Linked DNA regions of Nothobranchius furzeri: region 2 is linked to region 1. The links are chromatin contacts, called in public Micro-C maps. All regions are on one chromosome and are shown on one strand. The core of a region is the stretch at or near the end of the contact, and the rest is flanking DNA. Distances in the headings are between cores, read along the strand shown.

What was found. Hi-C and Micro-C count contacts between places; a contact is called where the count stands out from the background.
Region 2: a Micro-C map of tail fin shows a contact between it and region 1, with 5 times the contacts expected there. The contact joins the promoter of ccnb1 here to the promoter of npr2 in region 1. A contact is called at or near these places in 2 of 2 Hi-C or Micro-C datasets (skeletal muscle and tail fin).

The regions. Positions count from the first base shown.
Region 1 is chr6:73,579,960-73,582,659 of NfurGRZ-RIMD1, forward strand. npr2 (natriuretic peptide receptor 2) reads left to right here and starts at 1,369. Exons shown (of 22, transcript XM_054744692.2): 1 at 1,369-2,196. The coding sequence starts at 1,503.
Region 2 is chr6:73,744,020-73,746,719 of NfurGRZ-RIMD1, forward strand. It overlaps ccnb1 (cyclin B1), which reads right to left and starts at 1,368. Exons shown (of 8, transcript XM_015943464.3): 1 at 1,236-1,368; 2 at 885-1,013; 3 at 256-366; 4 at 1-172. The coding sequence starts at 1,256.

The DNA of each region.
Region 1 (2,700 bases), core at 119-2,618:
AAAAACTCATGTACCAACTGCACGTGTCGTGATTGTGTTCAGCATGTAGATGTGAACAAATAAAAAAAAGTTAACTGAAAAAAATAAAATAAACCAAAATGATAGGGGGGCTTGTGATTATTTTAGGGGGGCTGAAGCCCCCCTAAAACGGACCTAACGACGTCAGCGGTAGCCAGGAAAATGTCATTAAAAACGTTATCAGTGCAGTGCGCCTCCGCCAGACCTCTCTTTATGACACTAAACCAAACGTTTATTTAGAAATAATATTATGAAGCTCAAACCGTAACATTTTTTCTGTAATAATTCTCCTCAGCAGGAGTTTGAGCGATTTGACTAAAATCGTTCCAACAGCAACTCTAACTGCGATTTTCACCTAAAACTGGTTATTTTAAAACTTTTAAACTAAAACAGTGAAACAGCAGGACAGAAACAAAAAATAAACACGAGATTAGAAAAATAAAAACGATTCTAGATCAAAGTAAAAAAAATAAACAATGAATATTTAGCAACCTATCAGAGAAAAGATAAAATAGGTGCAGATTTCCATTGTTTTAGAGCCTGTTAAGTGAAACGGAATCAAAAAGGAGTGAGGTTTTAGGTAAGAATGAACGGGTGGAAATATAGTCAGGCAACAAAATCGGATGAAAGCGTTAAAGCTTTGGTTTAAAGTTGATCAGCCAAACAGTGAAGACAGCAAAATAAACCAGAACAAATCAGATCGATTCCACAAAAAGACAGATAATGTTTTATCATTTTAAACATTTTAAACATAAAGTCAAAGCAAACAGGAAAAAGCTTTGATTACAAATCTTTATTATTCTGTCCTTTTTTTTATCAGAAAGACTCTTGGTGCAGAGCGTGAGGCAGCCTGCAGGGGGAGACTCGTTCCTGTACTTCTCTTTTATTTCTATAGACTTTTTAAATTCGCACACAGTAAAAAGAAAAAGCTGAATTTTAACTCGGTTTGCTTTAAATCTTGATTTTAGAAGCAAAAAAGTCAGATTTTTTTTAGATTTGCTTCATAATTTTTGGGAAACAACATCAGAGTTATTATTTAAATTCGGCGTGCTGATCAGAGAACAACAACAGTCAAATATATTTAGTAGCTCCGCTGAAGCTGACAGGAACTCGGAGGTTCTGGTCCAGGACCTGGAGAACCCGTTCGTGTCAGTGTGACGTTTGTAGGGGGAGGGGGGCTGCTGTGATTTAAGCCCCAGCCACCCGGACGTTTGTTATCACTCTGAGGGAGTCTGGCACCGGAGGACCGCGCTGCACCGGGAAACGCGCTGTGGAAACTACAACTCCCTCTAAGGTGGATTTTACGCAGCGGGACGCATGGCGCAGACCGGCACAGCGGGATAACGCCTTTACCGACTCTCGCTGACTTTAGCAACAAACAGCAGGACCCCTCTGGTGTGGAGTGACCGATCCGTGGCCGGCAGTGCCTCCTCTCCGCGCTGTGCGCCCTCCGTGTCCGTGCGTCGCTCTCCAGGACCAGAGACATGGGATGCAGGAGCGCGCTCGGATGCTGCCTGTTCGCAGCGCTGTCCTGCTGCCTCCTCCGCGGCTGCAGGAGCAACATCACGGTGGCCGTGATGTTACCGGACGACCACCAGAAGTACCCGTGGGCTCTGCCGCGCGTCTTCCCGGCCATCCTCATGGCGCACGAAGACCTGGCCGGTAAACACAAGCTGCTGCTCGGCCGCACCATCCGGATCCTGAACTACAGCACGGAGGACCCCGCCGCGCGCACGTGCGCGGTGAGCCGGGCGCAGGTGCTGGCAGTGGACGCGAAGCTCTACGTGCGCCCGGATGTGTTCTTCGGACCGGGTTGCGTGTACCCGCTGGCCTCCGTGGCGCGCTTCGCGTCCCACTGGAAGTTGCCGCTGATCACCGCAGGAGGCCCCGCGCACGGCTTCGACGACCGGGTGGAGTACCGGACCATCGTGCGCAGCGGGCCCACCACCACCAAGATGGGGGACTTTGCCAACGCGCTGCACACGCACTTCAACTGGACGTCCCGGGCCGCGGTGGTCTTCTACGACCTGCGGCAGGACGACCGGCCGCACTACTTCCTGACCGAGGGCATCTTCTTCAACCTGGACCGGGAGATGAACGTGACGATCGAGGCCCGACCGTACACCGACGAGACCGACTACAAGGAGCTGATCGCGTTCATGCAGGAGAACGGGAGGAGTAAGTTCAGCAGAGCTCCACTTTCTCACCCTCAGAGCCCAAAGTTCAGCTGCTGATGGGCTTCTGTTGACGTCACCGGTTTAATATCACAACAGCAGAAACGGATCTGAGCTAAATAATAGATACTTAATAAATCCCTCCTCACCATGAAACGTTTCAGCTTAATAAAACCACCTGAAGCTGAAGCACTCTTTACTTGATGGTTTAAAAACACAAACATTCACTCAGAAACAAGGAGCTGGAGGATCCAGAAGGCCTCAGCTGGAATATTTGTGCTGATTTGTGGAAAAGTTGCAGACAGCTGCAGAGATGGTCTCAAACAGGCTCGTTTCTGCAGCACTTTTATGAAATCAGCTTTAAAACTTAGGTTTTCCCCCTAAATCTGAGGCTGATTTTGATATCCAGAGATAACTTGTGAGCACAGAAACCCAGAATGGAGGAAACATCTGGAGGGAATCACCTCTGGAAGCAGCTCAACGTCTCCATGCTTCCAGACAGCAGGCC
Region 2 (2,700 bases), core at 118-2,617, 160 kb after region 1:
ACTTGTAGATGTCCTTCACATATTCACTGCAGAGCATGGGATTGTCATAGTCGTCCGCATCCACGTCCCTGACAGCGGTGTGGAGCAGGACGTCTGAAAACGCCTGGCAGAGATCAGCGGGTTTGCAGCTAGACGTCTCCATCGGAGTGGGCGAGGTGGGTTCAGGCGGCACCTGGAGCAGAGGAAGTTCAACACGTTTTACAGGTGCGTCAGCGCATGGATCGAATCAGGATTTAAACTAATCAGATGACTCACCTGAACTTCAGGCTCAGGGTCAGCAGCAATGACGACCGGAGGCTTGGGCTGTTCCACCTTTACCGCTTTAGGTACAACTTCAGGCTTCTTTGCAGCATCGATCTTGACATTCTAAATCCAAATATGGTCGTTGAAGCCCCCATGGAGAAATTAAATCACCTGGTGCTTCACTAGAGTTAAACTGAAGATTATACAGTCTTGACAAGTTTACGCAGGTACGCTAAACAGATCCGATTACCCACTTTAAAGTAAGCATCCCTAGTGAGGCAGCCAGGCTGCATCCAGGTGAGTCACCAAGGCTAGGGCGGGGCTTTAAGAAGGTGACATGTCCAATGCAAGAGTACCTTCTAGGTGGATGTGTGCATGAAAATGGCTTCTTCCAGGCACCGGGGCTCTGCAGCGCCCCCTACTTGAACGTGTTATTATGGGATTAAAAAAAACCTTTACCTGTCCACCACTTTATTTAAATAGCACGTTAACAGCAGCATGTCTGCTAGCATGTGCTCTACATGTTAGCAGCGCTTTAAAAGAAAATGACTTCATCACATCGAGTCTAAAGTAGACGCATGAAGTTCTCACGTGTGAATATTATTAATACCATAAAAACTCGAGTATTTAAAACTTCTCACCTTTTTCTGAACCTCTTTGTTCAGCGGGACGTTTCCGATCTCACCAAGCGCGCCTCGAGGCTTCTGCTTGGGCCCGTTCATGCAGGCCTTCCCTCCTCCGAGCTCGGTTCTGGTAGAACCGAGCCGAGTCTGCAGAGAAACAAAAGAGTCCTTTAGCCGCTGCTGCATGTCGTTCATCTATAAACACAAAATCCGCTTCAGGTTTGACTCTGAACTCTCAGCAGGACAGTGCCTGAACTGGTGAGGTACACCGAAGCACGGAAGCATTTTAAACGCTAATACTAATCATTCGACATGTTTCTAGGCGTGTTTACGCGGATAAAGAGCTGTAAGACCCGACTAAAGACTCACTCTGGTCACTCGAAGAGCCATTTTCAAGTCTGCGTGGTTCCGACAAGCAGTGAAAGAGTCGTAATGCCGAGCGAACGAGTTCAGCTAAAGACTCGCTGTCTTCGTTTAAATCCTCGTGCGCTGCAAGCTGATTCGCTGCGCTTTGACTTCTCCGAGCATCTGATTGGTCCATCAGGCAGGCAATGAATGCGTTTCCTAGACAACGTACGATCACGTGACATCCTCGTATTTCCTTTTCCTGTTGCGTCTTGCTATTTTCTCTGTTTTCTCCTGCTCGTTAGTCAGTGAAACCTCGATATAAATATAAATAACAGATCAGTATGTGTCAGTTTATAATTAGACCGCCATACACATTCATTAGCTTTTTATCAGCCTCTTAATTAGTTTATTCAGATTTGCTACTCACTTGTAGGTGTTTTTGAAACCACATGCTGTTTAAAAGTAAATGATTGTTCGGGGAGTGAAAACCAGTGCTTCCAGTTTGGCTCGTGCCTCTCATGTCTGAAATAAACCACAGCTGTTGATAAAATAGTAAAACTTGGGACTAAAAGATGCTTTCAAACAATGCACAAACATTTCGAAATACAAAATCACGATAAAATATTTTTGTTTTATGAGCAAACGTAAAAGTGAACATATGAATTTATTTTACTGAGAAAAATGTGTAGAATATTGCACACTTAATGGTTTAGAGAGTGTTTAGAAAATCGCAAAATAGACTTCTATGTGAAAATAGTAGAAACCTTGTAGCTTGCTCGTGTATTTGTGAACTTTTACAGAAATATGTACAGAAATGTCTGCGGACCCACATGGAGAGTCGTGATTAACGTTGGACGATGACAGGTGAGTTCCTGAGCCTGAATGTGCTGCACCATGGACGTCACTAGGATTGAGATATGGGGGGGCTTAGCCCCAGGAGCTTGACCTTGAACGTTTTTTGTCACACCCTGCAAAAACTTTGTCAATTAATTCATTATATGAAGAACATTTAACAAAACCTATTATTTCATCACTTTCTTTTCCTTTCCTACCTTTGTGCATTTTCTCTCTTCTTTTTATAAAAATAACACTTAATCAGTTAATTAGTGGGGTCTATGTTGAAGAAAGATTTTATGTAAGTCCATTAAAAATTAGATATGTTATATTTCCAAATAAAGCTATTCATTTCAGTCTACTGCACTTAACAGGGGGAAATGTTGTAGTCATTTATTTAATTTGTTGAATTACAACTTGTTTAATTATAACTGTTACTGAAATGTGACAATAAAGAACAAATGAATAATTGTCAAACTTTTATTCTGCCAAATGAGTGTGCAGTTGACAATTTTAATATATGAATAACACTGCTATGATATGGAATAAAGGAGTGTGTAATTAACTATTACAAGACAAAATAACAGTATATTAAGAGCCCACCCCATAATCGAAGGATTGCAGATTCTAGCCCTGTCTGTTGGTGTTGTTG